Linked DNA regions of Hordeum vulgare: region 2 is linked to region 1. Evidence: chromatin contacts called from public Hi-C data. All regions are on one chromosome and are shown on one strand. The core of a region is the stretch at or near the end of the contact, and the rest is flanking DNA. Distances in the headings are between cores, read along the strand shown.

What was found. A called contact is a pair of places that touch in the nucleus more often than the background predicts.
Region 2: a Hi-C map of leaf shows a contact between it and region 1, with 5 times the contacts expected there. The contact joins the enhancer-like site here to the promoter of LOC123446515 in region 1. A contact is called at or near these places in 3 of 6 Hi-C or Micro-C datasets (leaf and seedling).

The regions. Positions count from the first base shown.
Region 1 is chr4H:403,407,757-403,412,758 of MorexV3_pseudomolecules_assembly, forward strand. LOC123446515 (NAC domain-containing protein 1-like) reads left to right here and starts at 2,457. Exons shown (of 3, transcript XM_045123089.1): 1 at 2,457-2,837; 2 at 3,005-3,312; 3 at 3,813-4,811. The coding sequence starts at 2,672. The coding sequence ends at 4,406.
Region 2 is chr4H:403,502,361-403,507,421 of MorexV3_pseudomolecules_assembly, forward strand. No RefSeq gene overlaps it. Among protein-coding and RNA genes, the nearest start is that of LOC123446515, 95 kb to the left of the region's middle. Within about 2 kb of position 1,506, at least 3 of the 3 cell types and tissues checked have open chromatin away from gene starts, as enhancers often do. A contact at or near this core is called in leaf and seedling, where this site is marked.

The DNA of each region.
Region 1 (5,002 bases), core at 1,207-3,706:
AGCTGGCGTTGGACCCCCTCTACCACGTACTGTGCGAGATCCTCTACCCAGCCCTATTCATAGGGGCTTGCGAGGACTTGTTCTGATGGCTCACCTGGAAGCCTTGGGCACCGCTGCGCATTAAGCTCTTCATGTGGCTTGCGCTCCAAGACTGCTGGTGGACGGCCGAACGTCTTGCCCGACATGATTTACCCCACGAGGATGCCTGCCCCCACTGCGATCAGGACGCGGAGATGATGCAACATATACTCGCATGTTGCTCCCTTTCCCACGAAGTCTGGCACGAGGTGCTCAATTCGGTTAGATCTATCGCGGACCTACCGAGCGTAGCCACCAACTTCCAACTTGGTGGGCTACCTCGTGCGAGCGCACACCCACCCCGACCCGCAAAGGGCTCGCCTCCCTCGTCATGCTCACCACTTGGTGGCTATGAAAGCATCGGAACAGATGCATCTTTGAATACGAGCAGCCCTCGGTACCCGTGTATCTGACATCATCAAGGACGAAGCGCGCCTATGGGCTCGAGCCGACGCCATCAGAATACAAAATGTCATCCCTAAGGGCTAGTCTTGTTTGACGTCTGGGGCTGAGCAACCCCATGTGTGTGATGCTCCTAGCTCGCTTCCATGCCAACTTGTGTACATGGCTTAGTGAGCTGTTGCAATCCCATGGTGTAACACTCTTCTTCTATCAATGAAAAGATACACAATCTTTGCGTATTCAAAAAAAAAACAATATGATCACCCGATCGTATTGTATCCGACGTTGATAGCTACCACATTACCAGCTTTGTCTACCTTTACAAGGGGCATGTGGACTTTCATCATAGGCAACTATCTTTGGAGGCAAGGCCCGTAAACTAGCTCCCCGTAGATCTCATATGCACAATTTTGATCCTCGTTTTCTATTAATAAAGCTTAGTAGGCGGGACATAGGGATTTCCGCATCCGCGGCTTGGTCCTATGTAAAACCACCGTGTCACCTTCGTCGCTGCTGAGGTTCCTTTGGGCATCACCCTGCCCTCTACCCTCTTCGTGACCTCCAGCAGATCATAAGATGTGTGGTGCATTAATCGTTGGCATAGATCCTACTGAAATAAGGAAATGTATTCAAATTTGGTTTCTTGCGATTTATGATTTATCTGCACTCGAGCTCACAATAGGGTCTTCATGAAAATTCCATACTCGGCTAAGGATACATCACATGTCTCGTGCATATATGTTTTTCATATGAATACATATATATTCACCGACACTTATATACCGTAGCTGGGCCAACATGGCCACATGGTGCGAACGTGGACCTGACTTGTCCACCTAGTCACCCTTCATGTCATCCTCCCACATGGACTGGTTTGGTCAGTTTTTGGGGAAAACGATAAAATTGGGTAAAAACCATCAAGGGATGACAACTAAGGAGTACGCTATGACAGGATTTTTAGATAGGGCAAACATGATCACATTGGAGTTATTCCTGAGTAAAGGAAGGATTTACTCAAAAATGACAAGCAATTGAACTCACGCCTAGATTAATTTCTTACTGGAGACCGGCTTTTCATTTCCTAGCACAGATTTAATCACGTGTGCACTCTAAAGTTCAAAGCTACTTCCCCCACCGTTTTGAAGGGGGAAAAAAGATGGTATTTGCCTTGCTAGAAAAGAAAAGTTCAAAATTAGCTGTTCAGCATAATGGGTCCACCGCATGAAAATCATACTAGGTAATATGCACGAGAATAGTACCAAGCATATAATTCATATACTCGTACAAGACAAAGCTAATACAGGTTGAAGCTGCATATGGTACCCCTAGAATTTATTTATTTTGCCAGACTAACCTACTACGGGGTCCAATTTCCTGTCTGTAGCATATGCCCGTCTTATAGCCACAAAAGGCCCAAACAAACAAATCTTACCGTCACAACCTGTTTCCGCGCCATCTCACTGTGTCGACCTAAATCTGGCTTTGCTACTAGACCCGCGAGTTTCTCAACATAGTGCAGACCTTCCTTTTTCTTCTGCCCCTGCTAAACTAGCTGAAGGTGCCTATATGTTAGTCTCTACTCCCTGACTCATGCAGACCCAAGCAAAAAAAAAGAATAACAGAGATTCCTACTGATTATACGATCCGGATTTATTTATTTTTGGCTGAATTATATGAATATAATCCGTGTTAGTATTACTCTGTAACAGCGGTGTGGGATTCCGTTGTGTCGGGTGGATCGGGCGAGAGATTCGGCCCAAATCCATCGTCGGCCGGCCGGCAACACGTGCGTGCGCCAGCAAGTTTCAGCGGCCGACGTCACGGCGGCCCATGCCCAATCCCGGGCGCCATCACGCCGGACGTGAGGAATAACGAATCAACGATAGCCACACACACACACACCGTTGCCGAAACCACAGAGAAGGCCTCCTCTCCTCGCCGGGCCATGGCCAAGCGTCACGCACACAACACAAGAGGACAAAAATCCGCAACCATATAAGCGGCCCCTCTCCTCTCGTCTCCAAAAGTTCGAGCCCCTCATTTCCCATAGCTACAAGCTTTTCTAGCTAATTCATCTGTCGCTAGCTTCCTCTCTAGCTACCAGATCTTCTTCCAAGACTGGTTAGCACTCCAAGCTCTAGCTAGCCAGCTAGGGTTTTCGTCCTCGAGCGTTGCGTGGCGTGGCGTGGCGATGATCATGTCCGACCCGGCCATGCTGCCGCCGGGCTTCCGGTTCCACCCGACGGACGAGGAGCTCATCCTGCACTACCTCCGCAACCGCGCCGCCCAATCGCCGTGCCCCGTCTCCATCATCGCCGACGTAGATATCTACAAGTTCGACCCCTGGGCCCTGCCATGTTAGTACCCACCTGCCCTGCCGCCTCCCCTCTGCACCAAGCATGCATATATATCATGATTCATTCATGCTGATGATGATCGACTGCTTCCCACTTGCGCTACCTTAATTCGGATCTCAGTTAATAATCGTCCGTTATTTTTGTTGGGGCCTGTTAATTGATTGCAGCCAAGGCTAGCTACGGGGACAGGGAGTGGTACTTCTTCACGCCGAGGGACCGTAAGTACCCCAACGGTGTCCGGCCGAACCGTGCTGCGGGTTCCGGCTACTGGAAGGCCACCGGCACCGACAAGCCCATCCGCTGCAGCGCCACCGGCGAGAGCGTCGGCGTCAAGAAGGCCCTCGTCTTCTATAAGGGCCGCCCGCCAAAGGGCATCAAGACCAACTGGATCATGCACGAATACCGCCTCGCCGCCGCCGACGCGCACGCCGCCAACACCTACCGCCCCATGAAGTTCCGCAACGCCTCCATGAGGGTAAGTCGTTACCACGTACGTGCGCGCTACAGCTACAGCAACCAAACATACGAACAAATTAAATCGTCAACGGAACTGAGCACCCAAAACCCTAGAGTATAGAGCTACATAGATCTTACTATATGTCAAATTAATTGGTGCCATGGCAGTCGCATGCGTGGCACCGGACGATAGCTAGGCACGCACCTGCCCGCGCACTTGCCCTGCGATTTTTCCGGGAGGGTGTATGGGTTCGTGTCGTCGGCACGTCAGTTTTACCAAAATGGAATCGGGTTGTGCAGTGCCTTATGAATGGACGCAAGAGCTGCTTTAATGTGCGTGTCTCGTTTAAAGAAATGTTCTTTAGGCATACTTGGCATGGTTGCGCCAAGTCAATAGATACGACAATGATAGGCCTGATGCATACGCGTGTTAATGACTGATTCATCTTTCGCCTGGTTGATTGCAAGCTTTATTCACTTATTATTTCTAATACTCCATGTTGGCGTATATGTATGCAGCTGGATGACTGGGTGTTGTGCCGGATCTACAAGAAGACCAGCCAAGTGTCCCCGATGGCGGTGCCGCCGCTGTCCGACCACGAGCTTGACGAGCCTTCCGGCGCTGGCGCCTACCCCATGTCTAGCGCCGGCATGACCATGCAAGGCGGCGCCGGCGGCTACACACTGCAGGCCGCGGTGCCCGGCACACAGAGGATGCCGAAGATCCCGTCCATTTCAGAGTTGCTCAACGACTACTCGCTAGCGCAGCTCTTCGACGACAGCGGACACGCGCTCATGGCACGGCACGATCAACACGCCGCCCTCTTCGGCCACCCCATCATGAGCCAATTCCATGTGAACAGCAGCGGCAACAACATGTCGCAGCTTGGGCAGATGGATTCACCAGCCTCAACGTCGGTGGCACGCGATGGTGCGGCCGGGAAGCGCAAGAGGCTGTCGGAGGAGGACGGTGAACATAATGGGTCGACGAGCCAGCCAGCGGCGGCCGTGACGAACAAGAAGCCCAACAGTTCTTGCTTCGGTGCAACAACGTTCCAAGTCGGCAACAACACCTTGCAGGGGTCACTGGGCCAGCCGCTGCTCCATTTCTAACATGGGGATCGGATGAACTGACGGTGGATACACACGATACTACTTCTACTCCATCAGTCTGAATTATATACGGCCAAGTGGTGACTTGAAAAACAATTATTGGGGCCTATTGCACAAGATAGGTCCAAATTAGACAAATTATTGGTCAAAAATATATAGGGAAAGGGATTGTACTTCAGGTGTGTCGAACGACTAGCTAGGTCCATCGATCATACTTCTAGTTGATTTGGTTTGTAGTGTGTACACAATATTTTTGTCTCCTATGCATGCAGTACAACCATGTACTTCAAGAGCTTACCACCGTGCTATAGGAAGGGCTGAATAAGACTGAGATCGATGAACTTTGCTTTACGCCCATGTAAAACAGCGAAAAAAGATTCATTAATGGAACCATTCATTTCATTATATCATCATGTTTTACTATTCGTACTCCATGAGGATAAGTGTTGCAGCCCATACACTAAAAGATGATGGAATCCAAGAAGAAGAAAAAGAAAAGAAAGGGACGAGAAAAAATCACAAATACGAAACCGTGCTCCAAGAACATAATTAGTACATTCAGAAGAAGGGGAAATACCCAGAAAAACACATAAAGG
Region 2 (5,061 bases), core at 256-2,755, 94 kb after region 1:
ATCAACTGCACCTGCAACTAGCAACGCTATAATAAGGTTGATCAAGCGGTAAGCCAAATTGTGGTTTGCCGGGTTGTGGAACGGTTAGAGGCTTTTCATGGCAATGTTGGGAAGCTGACATTTAAGTGGTAAGCAGCGAGACATAGCGAAAGAAATGAGACAACTAGCATGGCAATGATAGTAATGGTGTCTAGGGAAATGGTCATCTTGCCTATGATCCCGCTTGGAAGAAGAACGAATCCGTGAAGCAGACGAACCAACATAGTCGTACGGGTCCTCACACTCCGAAGCGGTTCGGAAGTCTATCGAGAAGAAACAATCCATAACAACAATCAACACTCAATAACACCACACATATTCATGACAAGATGCACAATCAAATATGATGCATGTCTGGTTTAATTATGCAAGGCATGGCTCATCACAACAACTGAATACTACACATTAAGTGAAGCTCAATATGCAACGAGTTGCATATTGACGAAACTTCATATTTGAATTACTTAGTTCACTCTCGTTTAGGTACACGACAATGTTTAATGTTGTTAAACATGGCAAGAGGTGAAGCATAAATAAACTACACTATCCAGGGATTTTAAATGAGGTCTGCAACAACATATAGTATTTCCGAAATGACCCCATGTGTTAATTTCGAAATTGGTCCACATATGAACTACACATGTTTTATATGTACTAAACAGCAAAATAAAGTGGACCGTGTGAATCTACACGTCATTCTAGTCAATTTACACACACACACACACACACACACATATATATATATATCATCTAAAACGAAGCTACAATCTAAAAGATATGAGCAACACAAGATGACATGGCATGAATGTAAAATGCATGCAAATGACAGACACAACATGTTAAAACATGGATGCAACATGACATTATGAATCTACATGAAATTCTACGCAAGTTCAAATGAGGCCATACCAACGAATAACAATTTCATAAAGTCCCCATATGTAATTTTGAATTTGCTACATATATCCCTAAAACACAATTTTAGAGTTGTTAAATAGCAAAATAAATGCTATCATGTTATTCTACACATGTTTCTAGCCAAGTTACATATGTGAAACATTTTAGTCGGAGCTACGGTTAATTAGTTATGACATGAACCATTTCTAACATGGCATTTAAGAAATTTAATTAAACATCAAGTTTAGGCATTTTAAACACATGTGAGAGTTGGATATTGTGAAACTACACAAAATTTTAAGTTGTTTACATATCTAATTTATTTTCATCCGATGCATGGTTAATTAACTATGAGATTTTAAAAATATGTATTTTTATATAATTAATAATGCACTAGATAGTTGCTAAATTTGTCCGCAGAAAATAAGTAGCACATGAGCCGAATCTGCAGCTAGTGGGCTAACACGTATGGGTGCTGGATAACTGCATAGTGCCTGAGGTGCAATATAACAGAGTGGGCTGGAGCTCACCACTAGGCCTAACAGGCTGGCGGGCGAGCAGGGCTCGAGGGGAGGAGCGCGTGGGCCTTGGCGACGGTGGCGGCGGGGCAAACCAGCCAGAGGGCGACAAGAGGGTGGAGGCCGACGGGGCTTCGGTGGATTTGGACACCGATGGGTCAGGGTCGGCCGGATCCGACGGAGGCTGGTGGTCTGGTGGCCTCCATCGGAAAGGACCGGCGACACGGGGCGCACGGGACTCGGCAACAGGGCTCCGGTGACTCTGGCTAGGGCCGACTGGCGGTGATGGCGGAGATCCCCCCGGTGGCCAGCCGGAGTGTACGGCGGGGTGGAGGTGCGGGGAGAGCTCAGGCACGAGCTCTCAAGAGGCTATAGCTAGCGAGGCAGGGTGCGGGGCTGCTCGCGAGCGGGTTCGCAAGAGGCGGGGCGGTTCGATCCAGGCCCGGGCGGGCCGGATGTGGGCTGTGTAGGCGTGGCACGGTGGAGGCACCAGGTGGGCAACGGGGTTGCACGAGAGAGGGGGCAACGGGGTTGCAGGAGAGAGGTAGGAGGTGGCTGGCAGCGGTGCGGATTCTGAGGTGGATTAGGCCAATTCCAACGCGCGGCCTTATCATGTCCACTCGCATCCGTTTGGGGTAAAATGAACACATCAGGCGGCCTAGCGTGCGGGCGCAAATGGACGTTTGTCCGTTTTCTGTCCGCTTTTGGCCCATTCACGACCCAAACTTGGTCCGATTTTGAGGTGAAATGGACAGCGCGCGAACGCCGCGCTGAGGGTGAGACGCGTGCGTTTGTCCTCCCATGGCCCTCCCATTGGCGGCACAAAGCAGCACGACCTTCCCTTCCCCATGCCCCATTCCATTTCATTTCCCCCCAAAACCCTCCCACGCCCCGCCCTCCCCTCCGCCCGCCATCTCCCGCCATGGCCTATCCCCCACCGAATTCCGATGACCCGACCGTCGTCCCGGCCACCAAGGCGAAGAAGGAGAAGGCGCCCAAGGGTACGAAGAAGTCGCGGTCAGAACTCACGCCGAAGGAGATCGCAAAGCTGGACGCGGAATCGGCCAAGAGGTGGAACCGACGGGCGAAGACGAAGAGGAAGGACGCAGCGACCGCGTACGCCATCGAGCGCGCTGTGTTGGAGGCCGCGTGGCAGAAGGCCGATGCTCAAGAGAAGGAGGCCATCGTCAGCAAAGCGCACGCCCTCCTCATGATGGGGTTGTGTCGTCCGATGAGCTTCCCGGTTGCGCCCGTCGGGCCGGCGAGAACAGGCTCGTCGGTCGTCCAGCCTCCGGAGTGCCCCTCCCCGATATCGTTGACCATGCCATTGTTGCCCGGTTTCCCTCCACTCGATGTGTTGCCAGTGAAAAAACTATTCTTTTTTGGAGGCCGGCTATGTTGCCGGCCGCTGGCTCTGTTGCCAGCGTGATCTAGGACCGCTTGCATGAACTATGGGTCGTGGCTATTCGAATGCTTGTGTTTGAAGATGCGCCCAAGGATGCGCCCGCGCGTTGGGCGCACGGCCACCACATGCGAGAAATGGCCCAGACACGACCCCATCGCCCGCCCCAAACAGACAGAATCCGGGAAAAATGGACGTCCGCATGGGGTCGCGCGCTGGAGTTGGCCTTAGGGTAGCGCCCAAATAGGCAGGGTAGGTCTCCTTAAATAGGAAATAGGGTCTAGGTTTAGTGGAAATTGCCCATTTTTGGACCGTTTGGTCTCAATCGGACGGCCCGGAAGCGAAGGCAAGGCTAGATGGGTTAGTGGTTTGTATAGGGGGTGTTGGGCTGAGATGAGTGGGCGGTTTGCGGCCCGGCATGGAGTTAATAAAACTGAAATACGTTCGACGAATAAACCGATGATGGTGCCGCTACGGTCGACCATTCGGGTATCAAACGGACTTCGTTGCGATGAAATTTGGTAGACGGCCTACGTACTTTAAAATAAGACCACACGCCAACTTTGAACCCAATCTGAGAAAGTTTTATACACACTTTTAAAAACGATATTGAAATGATGCCGCACGTGCATGTGTGTGTGGTTGGTCTCGAAATGGTCAACGACAAAAACGGAGAGAACCGGCAACTAATAATGTACGCAAGTTTTGAAAAATGACGGCAACGGAGTGCCAACGCAATGCGGATGATGCGAATGATTCAATGATGAATGCGAGAGCCGAAATAATCACACGATGACAATGGAATAAAAGGGGAATCTTCAGGAGCGTCGGTTCCGGGCTGTTACAAGTCTCCTACACTAATAAGAGATCTCGACCCGAGATCTAAGAATGATAGGGGGAAGAGGAAGAGAGACAAAAGAGGTAAAACTTAGTTGCTTCTTAGACAAACGAGTGAGACCAACGATCCCTGAAGGTTGCAAAGAGATGAATAATGATATGAGAAACAAGAAAGAATTCAACAGAAATTTCGGCAACACTTCAGTAGGAAAGAGAAAAAAATTGATAAGATGGAAATAATTGAATACGAGCACAACACTCCAGTTAAATGGACAAGCAAGGGAAGAACATGATCTCAATAAGGATAAGATGATGGATAAAAGAGAGCAACATCACACATCCTCCAGAGCAAGAGAATAGAAACTAGATCTTTGAGGAGAAGAGAATGGAGAAGAAAATGACAACTTCCACCACAATTGTATTTGAGAGCATCCTTACAAGAAGAATTGAACGGAGTTGTTGGAAAAACAACAATGAAAGAAAAACTTGTTGTGGGCTCATGGACATCATCTCAAAATTATGAGGTCACAACCAGCCACTAACGGAAACAAGGACCTCATGGAAGCAACAAGATATTCGCAACTTCTTTCACCAAGAGGATACAAGTATACTTGGATCCTCGGTAATCACCATAATAGCAACAATTCTTAGGAAAAACTTTAGGTGAAATCTAAACCAAGATAGCTCAAAGGAAGAAAAGATGGTTTTAACTAACAAATTCTCTTCGAGACTCTTTATGAATCAAGAATGCTATAACACCACCTCAAAGGAAAATGGAGGAGTAAATGCACTTTGAAATGCAAGAGAAAGAATACTTGAGGTTCCCCAACACAATCTTGGAGAAAACCTTGAGAATGAACAAAATCCTTGATGAACCACCATGATGAATCTTCGAGAAGGACTCCGAAATGAAAGAATGATAGAAAAGAATTGAAGGTTGAAAAGAATAAGATTATGGCCTTGCAAACACTTAGATGAAGTTTCACGAAGAGATACTTGTGAAAAAGCTTGGAACTCCAGAAAAGAAAAGATGAAGCACTTGGGATAAGAATTTGATATCATGAGCAACTCCAAAAAAGAATTAAAATCACTTAAAGGGAATAAGAATAAGAATTATATTATGCTTATCCTTCACCAAGTTAAATTGATGACACACAAAAGGTTTAGCATACCACTTATTCTTCTTGGAAAGATTGGAGAGAGAGAGAGCACCAACTTGAAGAAGTCTTGAAGGAACCACCGGTAAGAATTTATACTAAAACAAGATAATACAATAAAGAGATACTTGAGAAAAAGCTTGGAACTCAGGAAAAGAAAAGATGAAGCATTTGGGATAAGAATTTGATATCATGAGCAACTCCGGAAAAT